Linked DNA regions of Mus musculus: region 2 is linked to region 1. A link is a contact called in public Hi-C data. All regions are on one chromosome and are shown on one strand. Each heading gives the region's core, a stretch centred on a gene start, on an enhancer-like site or on the middle of the called end of the contact. The rest is flanking DNA. Distances are from core to core; before and after follow the strand shown. Region 1 overlaps Abtb2 (ankyrin repeat and BTB (POZ) domain containing 2). Region 2 has its middle 29 kb from the start of Gm39895.

Evidence for each region. Hi-C and Micro-C count contacts between places; a contact is called where the count stands out from the background.
Region 2: a Hi-C map of liver shows a contact between it and region 1, with 2.2 times the contacts expected there. The contact joins two enhancer-like sites. A contact is called at or near these places in 1 of 15 datasets of contacts at CTCF or cohesin (large pre-B cells), 1 of 484 Hi-C or Micro-C datasets (liver), 1 of 115 datasets of contacts at active chromatin or transcription factors (embryonic stem cells) and 1 of 9 other capture datasets (embryonic stem cells).

Annotation. Positions count from the first base shown.
Region 1 is chr2:103,598,592-103,602,221 of GRCm38.p6, forward strand. The region is part of intron 1 of Abtb2 (ankyrin repeat and BTB (POZ) domain containing 2); the gene reads left to right. 8030431J09Rik (a long non-coding RNA gene) reads left to right here. Exons shown (of 2, transcript XR_866592.2): 2 at 1-3,630. Among named protein-coding and RNA genes, the nearest start is that of 8030431J09Rik, 28 kb to the left of the region's middle. Within about 2 kb of position 1,675, at least 115 of the 459 cell types and tissues checked have an H3K27ac peak or open chromatin away from gene starts, as enhancers often do. A contact at or near this core is called in liver, where this site is marked.
Region 2 is chr2:103,863,744-103,867,373 of GRCm38.p6, forward strand. No RefSeq gene overlaps it. Among named protein-coding and RNA genes, the nearest start is that of Gm39895, 29 kb to the right of the region's middle. Within about 2 kb of position 1,793, at least 15 of the 459 cell types and tissues checked have an H3K27ac peak or open chromatin away from gene starts, as enhancers often do. A contact at or near this core is called in liver, where this site is marked.

The DNA.
Region 1 (3,630 bases), core at 425-2,924:
ACCAAACCACCTTTGGAGTCCCTTTCAACCTGAATCTCTCTTACATAGGAACTTGGAATTTGAGACCAGAGGGGCCCAAGTGTTTGCCAACCTTTTCATTCTTTCCTGTGTATGGTTTAGGTTTCCCTATTAGCATGGAAGGACACGAACTATACCCAAAATGCACCCTCAGTGTGCTAATGCCATGTGTGCACAGGTCCTTTGTAGATCTTAGATAAGTTAACTAGTGTGCAGACCCAGGTGAGCTCTGTTTATTCTTAGGAGCCTTTTATCTGTAGCTTTATCACAATTTGGGTTACATGAAGATTTTTAAAATATATTTTTTGTGCTCACAGGTTATCTGTAAAATTTGGGCTCCAGTGAGACCAATGAGAACAGTATCTTGGCATTACTATTTTCACAGCTCAGCCTGAGACTTAGTGATGAAATATTTGGGGCAAACATGTTTGTACTCCACTTAGGGGTAGGTTGGGGGTGGGGTGGGAGAATAGAGAGAGAGGCACAATTCACAGCACTTGCTGCATGCTGATAGGGAGAACCAAGCCACCTTTGGAGTCCCTTTCAACCTGAATCTCTCATACATACACAAGTGCTCCCACGTGGATCAGAAGACTCAAAGTGGATTCTAAACTGAAATTGTTGCTAGAAAGAGAGCCACTTTGCTGTGAGTTTTTGCCTATACCAAAAGGTCACAATTTGCTGATGAATTGAGACAAAAGGTGAAAAGGGAACAGTTTCTTTTCAAATACCTATGCCATGCATGCTAATATGGTGGCCCAGAGTGTGGTAAGATTACATGCTGCCTAGGGTTGGGTGCCCTCAGCTGGGAGCTGTTCTTCCTGCTGTCTGTCCTGTGGCCTCTCCCCCTCATCCAAGGAGCAACTGGAGGCTAGAGGTCAGGTTCCATAGTGCCACCTGGTTGAAGCAGAGGCCTCTTGAGTCTTTTGCCCTGGTCTAACTAGTCTGATCACTTGGTTCCGAAGTTAATTTCTGTCATGTCAGGTGTTGGGTCAAAGGGTAACTTTTTTTTTCTTAGCTCTAAATTTTAATTACAGACATGTAATAAGCAGCTTGATGCTGGTTATTTGAAATTGCTGTGTAAGCTTGCTGAGATAAATTATTCTAAACCACTGTGGTCCTTCTCCTCGAAGGGAAGGCTCTTGCCAGCTTGATGGCCCTAGAGACTATCGAGTTCTGCAGTATGTCAGAAGCACTAGGAAGTGCCAGGAAAGACCCTGGAAAGCACAGAGGGTGGCAGCTTCCATCATCCCTGATAGGAAAAGGGAAGTCAGGTTGGAGGGGACCTAGGCACATACGCATAAGAGACATTGCAGAAAGAACCCTCAGGGCTGTGCCAGCCAGACTGTATCCTTCCCTCTCTGCTGAGGTTGAGGGAAAGCTGTGAGTGCAGGAGGAGGAGGAATGAAAAATGGGAGCCCAGAGCATCTCCAGAGCCCTTCTAATTGTTTCCATTCCTCCTCCAAAGGCCTGTATTCCCCTAGGTTTTCGGGGCTCCCAAACATGGCTTTGTATTGTCTCAGGGAGCTCCCAAAGATGCCTTTTAAACCCCCAGAGAGCCAGACTCCAGTTCCCAGCCTCTCAGAGCTCAGGCCAGGAGGGCCCTGGACACAGGTGATTTCAGAGACTCATCTCTCCTCACTGGCAGCAACCAGTCAGCCTGAACTGGGCATGTAGCCAGTGAAACCCAGGAAGCTCAGCATGCTGGTTTTAATCAGGAGGCTTGCTCTGTGGTAATTGGGGCTCCTCGAGCACAGATCTGGTCTCACTTAGGTTTCCAAATGCCAGGCGTGCTTGTTTCCACAGATAGAGTGTCTGCAGCTCACGTGGCTGCATGCAAATGCAGACTATCCAGAAGGCAACCCCACTCACTCCCTGGTGTGCAGGCTTTTCTTTAATGTGGAATTTTGAGCTCTTCTGGGAGGGATTTTTCCAGTCTTTGTATTTTGCAAGGAGCGTAAGATAATACGTGGCAGTCTTTCTGGAGAAGTCGTTTAGAGATGGACTGAACTTGCAAAATGAAAACTGTCGGAACCATCATGTGGCTGATTACACACCCTATAAGCTGGGTGTCTCCCTTGGCTTCTCAGAGCAGGGCGGGTCCTGTGGTCAGGCAACCTGTGCAGTCTCATACATCCTCAGAATGAGTGAGCTGCAGCTGCAGCCACAGCCTTGATATTCTCAATAGTTTCTGACCCTCATTACTCCCATGTTCATTTTGCCTAGGTGTTGCCAATTCTACCTAAATAAATAAATAAGTAAATGAATAAATGTGTATGTGTGTGTGTGTTTATTTATTTATTTATTTATTTCAGGCACTAATGGTAGATACCAGGGGTGGCAGTTCGATCTAACAACTTATCAGCCATATACACTCTGGGGTTGAAAGGGGGCGCTCAAAGGAGACCTTTCAGACCCAAAGCTGTGGTGCAAGAAAAGATCAGGCCCCTGAAGCACTGAGTGCAATGTATGCCCCGCAGCAGGCCCTTGAAGCACACCTCTGAGTGACCTTGTAGTCACTTCTCCTTCATGCAACAAATACCACTGAATGCCTGCCACCACCAGCAGCCTTCTTCATTTCCCTGAGGGTTTGGGGACACTGGATATTAAAGAATGTGCCAGGTAGTATTTCTCTTTGCTATCTTGCACAAGACCTTCCCCTTTGTTTTTGTAAATGGGACCTTGAACTCTCAGCCTCCAGAGCATGTTTACTTATTCACCCTACCTCGGGTAATACCTAGTGCCAGGCACAAACCAGGTCATACCCTGGTGACCTGTCCCTAAGATCTGGGTATTACTATGTGCTAACTCATTCCTCCATAAAGCTTCAAAGACCAGTTGTTGCTCTGTTTAACAGATGAAGGAACTGAGGTAGATGAACCCTCCCAGTGGCACCTCTCTTGTTCATATGGCCTGGCTGATATCATCTTTGTAAAGTGTGTACATGGTAACAACTCATTTATCTCCCGGGATGTTTTGAGTTGCTGTTCCCAAGTGGCCTGGAGGCAGACACAATTCATGCTATAAATTGCTGTTCCTCTGAGATTAGCCTCCCTTTTGAACCAGGTGGCCTGCAAGAAACTACCACACTTTAAAGAATGTGGTCAGACCACATCTTACCCAGGAGACCACTGAGGTGCATAGGAGCTAGCCAATAGGAGGGCCCATCTGCAAGCCAGCCCTGGAGCCAGCACCTCCAATTTGAGGATGTCTAATCATCCTCTTACTGTCTTCCCACTGCCAGCCACTCTCTAGCTGCTGGCCTCATTCTAGAGAAGGTTCCAGAACCCCTTGAGCAAGAAAATGTACACAAGCTCCTGTACTAATTGTTCCACCAACAATAAGTTATCATTAATCCTTTCAGTCTCTAAGCCATTCCCAAATCAAGAATCATGTCTCCATTTTAGTGTATATAGTTTCACGTGTTGAGAAATGGCCTTAAGAATGTGGGTTTGGCAATGCTTAGGTCTATATAAGATGCCCAGCTGTGGTAGCTTTAGAAACTACCACAAATTTCTCTTAGGCTGTTTCCCCCTGTAAAAATAATGGTAGAACCTATTATACATAGTTCATGGGAAGACTAAATATTGGGTTGCATGAAAATAGTTCATA
Region 2 (3,630 bases), core at 543-3,042, 270 kb after region 1:
TTAATTGGCTTCATCATGAATAGTCCCACAAAAGACACAAAATGTTATTTTTCTTTCATTACCTTAAACTACTTCCCATTCTCATTCCATGTTCCACTAAGAGGAAACACAGTGCTCCGCAGTAAACCTAAACATTGGAGACAGTCCAGATGGCCACGGGCAGACACAAGGCAGCCCACACTGCTCTGAGAACCAGAGACTGATATTAGCCTATTATGTTATGTACAGGTTATAGCACTATTGCAGAAGTATCAAGAATGCATCTCTAAGACGGTGTTGACTACCCATGCCACGTGGATGATGAACGAGAAAAGAAACAAACATCCTAGCTCTTAAGAAAGTAAATTGCTATGCATAGGGTATACAGAGGAACTTGTAGCCAAATACGTAGAGGGGCAGGATTATAGCCACGGGGGTCTCTCATTCATTTATCATATGGCCTGAGCAAAGGAGTTCAATGTCTCTGGGCCCTGGCTTTGTCCTCTGTTAAAGTGGAGACAATCACCTAACGTGTTATTATATTTTTTTCTTTTCAAGATGAGGTCTTGCTGTGTAGTCTAGGCTGATCTTGAACTCATGATTTCCCCCGTTGTAGCTACAGGGATATCCCACCACACTTAGCTCACACATCTTAATTTTATTGGGAAAACAAGTAAGACTGTGAACAACAAGCTGAACATCTGGTGAACATCTGTTGTTAATTACAGAGCTAGGTATGTGTGGCATTCCTGTGTGCTTTAGTTATGTTTATTGCTGTGATAAAACACCAAGACCAAAAGCAACTTGGTGAGAAAAGGATTTATTTAAAATCATATGTCCCAGTCCCAGTCCGTCATGGAAAGGAGTCTGGGCAGGAACTCAAGGCAGGAAACTGAAGCAAAAACAATGGAGGAATGCTGCTTACTGGCTTGCTCTCCATGGCTTGCTCAGCCTGCTTTCTCAATCCAGGACCACTTGCCCAGGAATGGCATGGCCCACAGTGGTTGGGACCTTTCTACATCAGTCATTCATTTAAGAAAGTGCCCTATGGATTTGCCTACAGGCCAATTTTATGGAAGCGTTTTCTCAATTAAGATTCCATTTCAGGCTGGAGAGATGGCTCAGAGGTTAAGAGCACTGACTGCTCTTCCAGAGGTCCTGGGTTCAATTCCCAGCAACCACATGCCCACTGACTGTGATTCCAGTTCCAGGGGATCCAACACCCCCACACAGACATATATGTGGGCAAAACATGGATGCACGTGCAATAAAAGTAAACATTTTTTAAAAGAGGTTTAATTTTCTAGGTTTGTGTCAAGGTAACAAAACCAAACAGCACACTTTGTATCCTTCATGACTATCTTAGTTACTTTTCTACTGCTGCAACAAAACACCACGACCAAGGCAATTTATAAGAGAAAACATTTAGTTTGTGGCTCATGGGTTTGGAGGGAGACTGGCAGGAAACAGGCAGTGCTGGTGCTGGAGCGGGAGCTGAGAGCCTACGTCTTTACCTGCAAGCAGGAGCCAGAGAGACACTGAGAATGATGTGGGTTTTTGAAACCTCAAAGCTTGTCCCCAGTGACACACCTCTTCCAATAAGACCACCCCTCCTAACCCTGCTCAAACAGCTCTACCAACTGGGGACTAAGTATTCAAACACATGAGCCTATAGGAGCCATTCTTATTGAAACCATCTCAACGACCAACCATCTGTGCCAGCCACCAGTGGGATGGCACAGACACACTATTCTGCCTGGCTTGCAATCTCTGCTCTGCAGTTTGGATTTCAGCATGGCTTCTGCCTGCCTCATCTTGGCAACCTGTTTGGCACTGGCTGTGGTTTCTGAGCCCAGCTCCCATCTGAGTCTGGGCTCAGCAGCTTTCCCAGTTATCAGCTTACTCACAGATTTGCTGGAGAGACACCTTTTCAGCCGTTCTGGGCTCCCAGCCTGTTTCCCAGGGAGGAAAACTCTGTCTGAAGTTGGTTAATCACCATGCATGAGAGGTCTGCTTCAACCACCAGGCCCCAGTATTTCCATAGAAAGAGAAACTCAGGTCACCGTAAGGAAAGGTTCCTCTTTGGTGAGTGAGGTCCTACATGCCAGGCAGCCAAAAACTACTGGGTTATCTAGAAAGTTGGATTGGGGGACGGGGGGATGGGAGCTGCAAAAGTTAAGAATACTTGTTACTCTTGCAGAGGAGCAAGGGTCTCAGCATCCATGTGACCATTAAAAAAGCCTGTGTAACTTCAGTTCTTGATGTTTCAGTGCCCTCTTCTGGCCTCCTCAGGTACTGCACACCAAGATGCACTTGGTGTACAGCACACACTTCTACCATTTTTTTTAAAGATTTATTTATTTATTATATGTAAGTACACTGTAGCTGTCTTCAGACACTCCAGAAGAGGGAGTGAGATCTTGTTACAGATGGTTGTGAGCCACCATGTGGTTGCTGGGATTTGAACTCCGGACCTTCAGAAGAGCAGTCGGGTGCTCTTACCCACTGAGCCATCTCACCAGCCCACTTATACCATTTTCACCTTAAAATTACATTTATTTATTTATTCATTTATTTGCTATTATACACACATGGACATGTGTACCACGATGCATGTGTAGAGGTCAGAAGATACCATGTATATTCAATTCTGTATTGAATTCGGGTCATCTAGCTAGGTGAAAGTGCTCTTTCCCGTTCTTGCTGGCCTCCTGAGCATTTTAAAGAAGTGTTTATGTAAAGGAAGAAAGAACACAGAGGAGGGCAAGGAGAGAAAAGAAATAGTACACAGAAATGGATCCGTGGAGAAATGAGGGCCTGGAACCCAGAACCCACCTTCCATTTCATCAGGAAGGCAGGTATGTGCAGGCTTGGCATTTTGTGTCAGTTATGAGAGTCCCCAAGTCCTTGGGACAGTGAAATTTGGTGATATTCACCCTTGAGGACAAGTCTTGGATTAAGGAGGGACCTCAGGGTCAAGTCAGATGCAGATTGGCATGAGGTGAACCAGAGGGAGATCTATAAGTTGAATTCCAGTCTTCCCTCTCCAACTGTAAACATATGGGTAAGCCAGGCTTGTGAGTGGGCTTCTGCCTTCTCTGCCAGGAGAGCGGTGGTGGTGGTGGTGGTGGTGGCATTCGTGGATATGTGTGTGTTTTTCAGATTTCCAGAGAAGTGCCGTTTAAACTAAATCTTGAAGGGATTGACTTGGGGCTGCTAAGGTGAGATTTTTGCTACCATCTCATTTTGTTTGAGTACAACTAGAGAGAAACAGGGCCGGGTGAACTACCTTGATAACCCGAGTTCAATTTCTGGGACCCAGAAGTGGAAGGAAAGAACCAACTCAGGTAAATTGTCTTCTGACCTCCATACTCATGCCCACACAACTCCACCCCCCACCCAAGTCAAAAGAAAAAAAAATAGAAACAGCTTAGAGGGTTTTTGTTTGTTTGTCTTTTTTTTTTATATGAAAGAGTAGAGAAGAAGAATAAATTGAGATACATTTTGTGACAGGGCTGGCTATTTTAAAATGTAACAAAAGTAAAGACTCAGAATAGCTATAACTAATTAAGTGCCTGCCCTGGATAGGAGGTTTTCTAAATCTGTAAATAAGAGTGTTGACGTAGAAATTGTTTTCTCCCTGCCATGCAA